3 separate regions of the Sus scrofa genome follow, and regions 1 and 2 are each linked to region 3. The links are chromatin contacts, called in public HiChIP or PLAC-seq maps. All regions are on one chromosome and are shown on one strand. Each heading gives the region's core, a stretch centred on a gene start, on an enhancer-like site or on the middle of the called end of the contact. The rest is flanking DNA. Distances are from core to core; before and after follow the strand shown.

Region 1 (3,267 bases), core at 161-2,660, 64 kb before region 3:
CCTCAACCCACTGAGTGAGGACAGGGATTGAACCTGCATCCTCATGGATACTAGTCGGGTTTGTTAACCGCTGAGCCAAGAAGGGAACTCCTTGATATACTTCAATTTAATGAACTGTGGAAGGACTGAGAGTCTCAGAAGGGCCCACTGGGGCTTGGCAGCTCTCTTTGGAACACCAGCCCCTCCTTCTTTCTCCATCAGCACACCCTTCTGTGGGTGGTGAGGGGGACTCTCAGAGGTTGCTAGATTTGAACAGAACCAAATTTTAATTGAATGAAGCCCCAGAGGTGGGGTAGGAGTGATTGAGAGACTGTACCTCAGACATCTTCCTGGCTTCATCTGTGCAGGCAAGAGCTGGGTGTTGATGCATCCCTGGCAGGCCACCTGAGCTAAGGAATCCTCACTCTGCCTGGGCCTGGCTGGTGCACTTCCCCGGATTCTGTCCTGATGGCTGCAGGGAATACAATCGTTAGTCCCCAGGCCATCAGTCTAAACTGGCCTCCCCACATGCCTGTTGTTTAGTTCCGATCTCTCTTTGAAAGTGTCTTGTGATAGTGTCTTCCATTTACCCTGAATAGCATACAGCAGGTGATCACTAAGCATTGTGTGAATAATAATCCCCCACCCTCTTCCCAGAGTTGAGCTTTGGAGTGTGATTAGAAGAATGGGTGACCCTGGCTTCCCTTTGGTCCCCACTGCTCACCTCTGGGGTGGGTGCAATGAGTGTGATCCAGAGCTCTCTGCCTTTCCGTTGTGGCTGTGCTCATGCTCGTGCACACTCCCGGGCTCATGCTCACCCTGTCCAGGACACATTCACTGCTCATCTGTGTCTCTCTAGCACAGAAACGTGAGAGTTTCTGCTCAGGATTTCCCACTCTCTCTGGGACTACCCCTCAGAGGTATTTTCCAGGTGCTTTTATTTTTTTTATTTTTTGGCCACCCTGGAGCATATGGAGTTCTCAGGCCAGGGATCAGATCTGAGCCACAGCTGTGCCCTGCACTGTAGCTGTGGCAATGCCAGTTCCTTAACCCACTGTGATGGGCCAGGGATCAAATTTGTGCCCTAGTGGTCCAGAGACACCGCTGATCCTGTTATTGCACAGCGGGAAATCCTCCAGGTGCTTTTAGATGTTGAGAAGCCCCAATATTCATCATCATGACCATCATAGCTGTTCTTCCTTTGTGCTCAGCACTCTTCACAACATTTCACTCAACATCTCATTGACTCCTGGCAACACTCTAAGACTCAGAGATGGTAATTTGCCTGGGGTCACACAGATGGGCCCAGATAGGAAGCCAGGTCTATCCTACCCATGTCTGTGTAACCAGCACTCGAACTCCCAAACTGGGTTTCATTCAGCAAATGTTACAGCACAAAGGATGTGTGTCTCAGCCACCAGGGGCCGCTGTTTCCCCACACTCTGGACAGGAACCTGGCCGCTGTCCCCCCACTGACTAAGGTTGACCCCTAGGGAACACAGCCTGAGCTGAACTTGTGAGCCCAAGGGAGTCCCGCAAATTCTAGGGGGCCTGCCCCATCTTACCACAGCCCTCAGCACAGCCTTCAGCCTGCCTACCCTCCAAACAAACAAAAGGGAGCACGGAAAGTTGGCCACTGCAGATGTCAAAGTATAAGCCTGTTTCTTGTGCTATGTCAGAATTTTTGCCTGTCTCATTTTGGGGGCCTAGCCAACTGTCAGGTCCCCCCCCCTTTTTTTGTCTTTTTGCCATTTCTTGGGCTGCTCCCGTGGCATATGGAGGTTCCCAGGCTAGGGGTCTAATTGGCCAGAGCCATAGCAACGTGGGATCGAGCCACATCTGCAACCTACACCACAGCTCACGGCAACGCCAGATCCTTAACCCACTGAGTAAGGCCAGCGATCGAACCCGCAACCTCATGGTTCCTAGTCGGATTCATTAACCACTGCACCACGACGGGAAATCTGGGTCCCCTTCTTGAATGAGGAAGGCCACTTTCAGAGGTGTAGGCCCCCCCCCGGGGGGGGTGGATATCGTTAGACCACTGGTCTCCAAACTGGGTATGTGAGATGATCTCTTGGAGGTAGTAAAGAAAAATACTAGAATTTTTATTCTGCATTAACTTATATTTTTAATCTACAAGTAAGAATGCAGCTTCACTAATATTTGATGGCCAAATTGGTGGTGACTCACTGGAATGGATGTCAAATAGCCCTGTGTCAATAAGGCCTATGTGACAGGATTTGTGTGTCCTTGTTGGGATGGGCTTATGGAGTGTATTATGTACTTTACCTAACCTAATCCTTATAGCACAAACAAGTTGCTTTTTTAGGAATTCCCACGGGTGTTCCCATGTGGCACAGTGGGATAATGATCCAGCTTGTCTCTGTGGAGGCTCCGGTTCCATCCCCGGCCCAGCGCAATGGGTTTAGGATCCAGCGCTGCTGCAGCTGTGGTATAAGTTGCAAGTCCAGCTCAGATTCAATCCCTGGCCTAGGGAACTTTCATGTGCTGCAGAAGCAGCTAAAAAAGGAAAAAAGGAAAAGAATTCCCTATGAAGAACCAGGGTCTGAAGGTCACACAGACAGTATCTCACAAGTGACCAGAGAAAGAGAAATGATTGAGTGGTCACCCCACACCTCATACAAGCTCTTAGCTGCTCAGGACATAAAAACAATGAGAGTCTATTCCGAATTGATAAGACTCCGGTCTCCCAAACTCAAACCTCTCAAAAGCATTTGAAGTTCTATCAAATGTTTATGGTGAGCTCTGTTATAATAATAAACACCACTGGGCCTTGAGATCAGTAGTACTGGGGTAGGAGTACAGCCAGCCATATGGTGTATCAGGGACCCCTTCAGGGGTGCATGTAGAAAACTGTTTGGAGACCAAGACCTGGATCAAAAGAGCTTGAAGATCACTCGTGTGTGCTGCAGCCAACAGTCCACTGTTTTTGTCTCGACAGTTCTTAGAGTTTACTGGGGGCCAAGAGCCCACGCATTGGGTTTTGTGAAGATTGTTGCTGACACTGCTTCGAGGGCCAGACTTTGGAACTATGACCCTTTGGGGTTGGTTCAGATTCCAGCTGAGGCATTTCAAATCCAGTGGGTTTTGTTAGGTTTTGGTCTGCTTCATGAGTGCCCAATTCCTGTAACACAAGCAGGAGGTGGGAGCCTCTGTGTGTGGCCCTCTTCCACGCTCACCAAGGACTTTACGGGACGCCCCGAGGGTCCATCCTGGTGGGCTGCACATTCCCCACCCTGCACAACAGGTCCCCCTCTTGGCCCC
Region 2 (3,396 bases), core at 240-2,739, 45 kb before region 3:
TCCAAGTTTCCTTAAGAGACTGCAGTAAATATTCAAAGGGCTCTTAGGGCCCTCCCCCACCCACAACCTCATGAAATTGCCATGTCTTTGAAGATGCTCAGTGCAGAGCCTGGGCCACGTGAGAGCTGGGTTATAGGGGTTACACATACATTCCTAGAAGACAGCCTAATAGGCAGGTCCTAGCCATTCTTCCTGCGGCCCTCTTCACCTCCTGCTGGCTATCCTCATTTCCTCCATGACCACAATCACCGATCAACAATAAAACCACTCATTTGTGTCAGACATTCTTTCAACTTTCTCACCAAGATTGCCTGATATGTTGAAATGCAAGAGAATGTAAGTCAGCTGGAAAAACCTTACGGAGCCTGTACTATGGGTGATGAATGGTGGTAGGAGATAGGTCAGTGGCTTACAAGGAAGCATCCTAAGCAACAGAGTCCCTGCCCCCATGAGAACAGATTGCCTCATGTGTAGACAAGGTGAATAGCAATCAGTCGATGGCTGTACGTGGTGGGTGACACAGGGACAAAGTAACTGGGCACCTTAGAAGAAGGTGCTTATTGCAGCCAAGGCAGCCAGGGAGCACTTCCCACAGGAGGTGGGGATTGAGATGGGTTTGGACGCAGGACAGAAACTGAAGAGATTGGAGAGTAAGGAGGGCCTCTAGGGAGAAGGTGGCTCCATGAATCACTCGGGAGGAGCCCTACCTCATTTGTTTGATGAGCCTGGGATGCTATCTCTTTAAAGCACTTGTTGTAAACCATGGCTAATATTTTAATTACCTGGAAGCTTAAAGAAATACTAATCCCTGAGTCTCACTTCCAAAGAGCTTGATGGAATCGGCCTGGGGTGCAGCCTGCACGGTAGGAATTTAGAAAGCTCTCCAGGTGATGTGTGGTGCACAGCAAGGGCTGAGAGCCTCGGCTTTACAGGAAGTTCAGGCAGCACAAGGCTGTCAGCCCGTCAGCCCTGGGGCGCACACACCTGTGGGGCTGTGGCGTTTCGAAGGCATGCCTCTCATTCCATCCTCCTGGACAGTGGCCACCCCCGGGGAGAGGCCCGGGCCTCTCTTAAATCCCACTCACACACCTGGCCTCAGGTTCCCAGGAGGATTTCTCTGCCAGTCTCCCATTAAGAGTCACACTGAAGCCAAGCAGGCCACAAGCTGCTTGGCTTTCCCTTTGCCATCTGGTGCTTTCTTTCCTGAAGCTCTGAAGCTGAGGCTGTCCATTGGGCCTGGGCTCCCAGGACAGTGACACTGGCAGGGGGCCTCAGTCCAAGCTCCTGGGGACATGTCAACACATGGACTGGGCAGCGGTTGTGCAGGCCGCAGAGGTGGTGCCAGAGGGGACTTCTCTCCCTGCATTTCCCGGCACTGAACAGGGCCTGAATAAAGTCCAGTCTGTCTTTTGAGGCTCTCTCCACTGACTAGTCTCAGGAATGCTGTTCCTCATTTCAGAGAATTCTGTAGGTGTGGCTGTTGGCCACCAGCCAGGGTACCGGGTGAAGACTGGGCACTGGTCACAGGTTTGACCTCTTTTCAGCAGTGCTGTCTGTTGTCCCAGCAACTGCGGGAAAGAGCATAGAGGGGTGACATTGTGATCTTCTGACATGAAAGATTGCTACACTGTGGGGTTTACAGTCAAGGCAAGAGATGAAATGCCCTAGGTTGGAGCCTCTTTTATTCAGTTATTTGTTTTAAAATAACTGTATTGATTTTCTTCCTAAATGATACATGGTCTTTATTAAAATTTAAAAAATGCAAATAGCCACATACTCAGAGGAAATTGAAGTCCCACTGGTTGAGAAGCCAGTCTCCTTAACACGTTGTGGGTATCTCCAAAGGTCAGTGCTGCTGGCACCGGGCATGTGTGCCAGCCTGGGGCACGGAGAACTTGACCACTGAAAGTCCTTTCAGTCCTGGGCCTGCATGAGTGATGCGATGACCCTCTGTCCGAGCAGCTCCTCTAGAGACTTCCCACCAGGCCTGCCTTCTTGGGAAGTATGTCTAGCGCTCCCACACTGGAACCACTCCAAGCAGAGAGGATGCCGAGGTGGTGGCTCATCTTCCTGGGGTCTGGTTGGGGAGAGGCCTCCTGGCAGTCATGGCAGTCATCTGTGTTGCCTCACAGCCCTCCAGCTATGTGAAGAATGTGAACCATTTCCCATGGGGCTGGCAACCCAGAAGCAATTCTGAGCCCAACCTCCCCAAATATCTGCTTTGCAAACAGATAAAACAGAGAAGCATCCTGAAAATGTGATCTTCAGCCATTTGCCTTAGGCGGTGTGCACATCTGCTTGTCTGCCAAGAGAGTTTCTGCTCCTACAGTCGTCTTGGAGTTGTTGGGGAGCCGGCTTGGGAAGTGGCGTGTTCCCCAAGGGGGCAGAGAGCCCAGACCTCTCTGGAAGGGGTCTCTCAGGGGAATGGGGACCAAGTAGTGAATGGGGAGTGGGGACCAGGTTGCTTGGAGGGGTCTGGCTTCTATTCCAGTTCTGGGATCACCTGGCTGCCTTTCGGCCGATGGGCTGCCTTCACCAGCAGTGAGAACCCACCACAAGCAGCCTTTGGCCTTTCCAGTTCCTAGTCCACAACGCCTCCGATTTGGTGGCCTGATTTGATGGCAGTGGGGGGCAGGGCCAAGACCACGGCAGGCTGGGCAGAGTGTGAGAGGAAGCAAAGGACCTGACTCTCTGAGTCACTCTCACCTTCTGAGAGATTCCAGAATGCCTTGCTGCACCACTGCAATCATAATCGAGCTCTAGTGACCTATATAACTTCCAGACGAAGGGCAGGTGGGAGCCTTGACTCATCCCAGGGGAACCTGTCTTGGGCAGGGTGGGGATGGGGGAGATTTATAATCCTGAGACGATGAAACCACCTCAGTATTCAGTGATGGCTGAGTGAATCATGGTTTGTCTACCGGGTGGACTATCATGTAAAAATAATTATTGTAAAGACTATTTAGCAACATTCCAAATGTTCATGGTACAATGCTGAATGAATAAAAGGAAGAGATGCATATTTTTTGCACACCAACAAGAAGAGACTAGAAAGATATTAAAAAAAAAAACAGTTTCTATGCTATAGCAGTGTGATTATGGAAAACAAAGCAATGGCTTTAAAGATCTGGACTATTAGCTTACTTATATTTCTCATTAAAGTGACCTTGGGAGTTCCTGTCGTGGTGCAGTGGTTAATGAATCCAACTAGGAACCATGAGGTTGCATGTTCGATCTCTGGCCTTGCTCAGTGGGTTAACGATCCAGTGTTGCCTTGAGCTGTGGTGTAGGTCACAGATTCGGCTTAGATCCCCCGTTGCTGGGGCTGTGGCGTAGACCGGTGGCTACAGCTCCAATTCGACCCCTAGCCTGGGAACCTCCATATGCCAAGGGAGT
Region 3 (3,272 bases), core at 705-3,204:
GTCACCTAACATCTAAGCCTCATTTTCTCTAGAATAAATATAGAAAGATTAATGCTTGCCTCACAGAGTTGACAATTAAAGGGAACGGCAGATTCGCTTCTGGTGCACCATAAATCCTTGGCAAAGGACTGCCATTATAATCATATTCATGGAGACTTACTGTACCCAGAGAAAGACATCAGTCACCTAGAAGGAAGCTCAGCTTCCTGCAGTCAGCTTCCCATAAAACAGCCTGATGAGGCTCCAGGACAGGCCTAGTTCAGCTCTAACCAGTGAACTGTCCAGTCGAGGCGGGGTGGGGGTGGGGGGAGAGCCCCAGTTTATTGGTAGGTGACAAAGAATAAGTCCAGCCCAGTACAAGCCCTAGGCAAAGAGCCCCCAGGACCCTCTAGGATGAAACATGTCTGAGCGCCAGCCTTTGCACAGCTAACTCACCACCCTTTACCCCGCAGAGCCCTCCCAGTTATGAGATGACCTTGGCAGTCACACTGCAAGGTGAACAGGAAGGAGGAGAAAATGCATCTGGATTGGTGAATAAGGAATGAAAGAAAAGAGACTACAATAGGACAACGGTTCTGTGAGATGAGGCAGGAAGGTGCCACCCATCAAAGTCACATAGTCTGTGTGCTGAAAATAACTGCATGCGGGCTCCAGGAGAAAGAAAGGGTGGCCCGCGTTCTTTGATTTTACCAATACCATCCCCTGCCATGCGCGCGCGCGCGCGCACACACACACACACACACACACACACTCACTCACTCACACACACACTTGCTCCCTGGAAGTGCCCTGACGGTCCTCTAGGTGCACAGGGGATGGGCACTCAGCATCTTGACATCAGTCACACCCACTTGAGCCAACTGGAGGAGCAAGGGACCAAGGGGGAGGTTCTTGGCTGCAGGAACCTGAGGCCTCTGAGCCTAAACTGCAGGGAGATAATATCTCCTAAGGTTGGTGTTCCCTTCTGAGCCTGAGCTCCCAATGGCTCATGGCCTGGAAGGCTGCCCGCCTCACCTGGCTTCCTTTCCACAGCCTCCTCCAACACAAACCTCCAAACTGAGACTCAGGGAAGATTAAACAAAACCCACACCTCCACAGGTCCTATGAGTAAGGGAGGAGGTCAGTAGGAAGAATGCTGTCCCTTCTCTGCCACTAAACTAGCCCTAATGCTCTGCTTCAGTTGGGGCTTGGTGGAAGCAGCCATTCCCAATGCACTCCTCCCCTCTCAGCTGCCCAGAACCAGGAGCGGGAGATGAATCTAGAGGGCATCTCTGTGCCCATCCTTCCTGGCACCCCTTCCACCCCCCCAACACACACACACACACACACACACACACACACACACACACACACACACACACACACACAATGAGGGGAGATCCAAGACTCTAGAGCTACCAGAGGCAAAACAAACAGGAATCATTTCGCCCTAGCGTTTCATTCACGGGGGCACTTCCTAATTTAATCGCTATCTGGGCTGACTTCAGCTGAGGAGGACCGGGGAACACAGCTTTCCAGACAGACTCCAGCCCCCCTCACCCCCTACTATGTGCCTGGAAGTAGGGAAAACCTCCCCACGCCTCTCATCCCGCAGGGTCCTGGTCAACCCTTTCAGATGAACATTCTTTCCGCTGAGCCGTAATTAAAATCTGCGCCCCAGACCCGGATCGTGCACCCTTGCTGCGCTAGCGCGCCCCGCTCTCTGAAACCCCCTCTTCTAAGGAAGCAGGCAACTCCGGCCTTTGCCTGAACTCACGCTCTCCTAAGCAGCTAAAGCGAGGATCGCTAAGTCAGATCGCACCCCAGCCAGAGATCCCGCCCTACCCGGACTCCTGGGTGACCACAAGAACCCGGTGGCCGCCGCTGTCCCTGCAGCGGGTGGACAAGAGTAGCCCGCGGTCCGGAGAGGTCTTTAAGCGTCGCGGGCCCGCCTCCCTCCCTCCCTTCCGAGCCCTCTTTGTTTTCCAAATGCTCCAGCGCTGACGTCACCGGGCTGGACGGCAGGCTGCATTCTTTCTAAGTGAGAGCCAGACCGTGGCTCCAGAGAGGATTTTCCAAGGAAGACAAAGAGGAATTCTTGGGCTAGTTGGGGGGCAGAGACACCTGTAACCCCCACCTAAACCAAGTCAGCCCCCAGGGCCCTGCGACTTATGCTCCAAACGGCGCCTCCTGCCCGGATCCGCACCCCTCTCCCCAACCCGCGACCCCAAACACCCACTCCGCTCCCCGCAAGGCTGTCCCGTCCTCTAGCCCCAGTCGACCCGCACATTTTCGGGAGACCCCAGGCGCCCGGCCGCTGTCCGGCTTCCCGGCGGCTGGGAAGGGCTTGCTGCGCCTGGAAGACGCTGGGTCCGCCTGGCTCCAGCTCCCGCTCCCGCTCCCGGAAAAGGTCGGGCTGCACCCGAGCTCGAGCTACGGCTGGGGAGCGCCTCTGCTGCCCCGTGCGCTCCGCCAAACACCAAGCGGCCTTCCTTACCGCTGCGGCCCACGGGCGCTCGGTGCGGTCCGACCGGACGACCTGGCCTAGCCCGGTTCCGCTCAGCGCGGCGGCGGAGGTGTGCTCTCGGCGGTGGCGTCGACGCTCTGACCGCTCGGGCCCCAGCGCCCAGCCCCAGGGTCGGCCCGCGCCGGAGGCGGCTGCTATGCCAGGAATGTGAGAGTTTCAGGTTCCCCCTCGGGATCAAAGCGAACCACAAATAACCTCGCAGCGCGCCGCCCTCCTCGGCCCTCCGCCTCCTCCTGCTCCCTCCTCCTCGCTCCCGCCTTCCTCCGGGGAGGCGGCGCTGCTACCCCGCTGCCCTGGGCCTGCAGCACGCGCTGCCCACCTCCCCGCCCCGCGCCCCCGGCTCTTCAGATCGGCTGGGGACGAATGAATCCAACTCGAGCCCTTACTGTCCCCAAATCGGCCCCTCACAATCCTGTCCCTGCCTTTTCCAACCCCTTTGGCTAGACTGCATCGAGTGTCCCTGAGGGACTCTGGGCGTTGCTGCGGGATGGAGTTGAGGTTGGGGGGCTTGGGGTGTGTGTGTGTGTGTTGCACACGGAGCGAGGACTGCAAAAATGTTCATCTCTCCCTGACTTGAACTGTGCTCCCGGCGAAGAGCTGAATCCCGCTCCCAGCACTGAGCCTCCTCTCTAAACCCCCATTGCTTTCGCCGCCAGCGGCAACCTTTGAATTGCACTCTTACTGTTTACAAACACCTTCGCCAGCTCTTTTCGGATCTGTCTCCACAGGAAGTGTGAATCTGGGTTGAAAAATCTTCCGGTTGGTT

The links. HiChIP or PLAC-seq counts read pairs in DNA pulled down with a chosen protein or histone mark.
Region 1: a contact with region 3 is called in an H3K27ac HiChIP or PLAC-seq map of skeletal muscle. The contact joins the enhancer-like site here to the promoter of AMOTL2 in region 3. A contact is called at or near these places in 2 of 5 promoter capture datasets (fetal liver and liver), 28 of 47 Hi-C or Micro-C datasets (alveolar macrophages, blood, brain and 14 more) and 1 of 2 datasets of contacts at active chromatin or transcription factors (skeletal muscle).
Region 2: an H3K27ac HiChIP or PLAC-seq map of skeletal muscle shows a contact between it and region 3. The contact joins the enhancer-like site here to the promoter of AMOTL2 in region 3. A contact is called at or near these places in 9 of 47 Hi-C or Micro-C datasets (adipocytes, embryonic fibroblasts, epiblast stem cells and 5 more) and 1 of 2 datasets of contacts at active chromatin or transcription factors (skeletal muscle).

The regions. Positions count from the first base shown.
Region 1 is chr13:75,442,016-75,445,282 of Sscrofa11.1, forward strand. LOC106505688 (a long non-coding RNA gene) reads right to left here. Exons shown (of 3, transcript XR_001300331.2): 2 at 317-451. Among named protein-coding and RNA genes, the nearest start is that of RYK, 53 kb to the left of the region's middle. Within about 2 kb of position 1,411, at least 10 of the 83 cell types and tissues checked have an H3K27ac peak or open chromatin away from gene starts, as enhancers often do. A contact at or near this core is called in skeletal muscle, where this site is marked.
Region 2 is chr13:75,460,927-75,464,322 of Sscrofa11.1, forward strand. No RefSeq gene overlaps it. Among named protein-coding and RNA genes, the nearest start is that of AMOTL2, 45 kb to the right of the region's middle. Within about 2 kb of position 1,490, at least 38 of the 83 cell types and tissues checked have an H3K27ac peak or open chromatin away from gene starts, as enhancers often do. A contact at or near this core is called in embryonic fibroblasts, fetal liver, liver and 3 more, where this site is marked.
Region 3 is chr13:75,505,406-75,508,677 of Sscrofa11.1, forward strand. It overlaps AMOTL2 (angiomotin-like protein 2), which reads right to left and starts at 1,955. Exons shown (of 12, transcript XM_021069473.1): 1 at 1,825-1,955.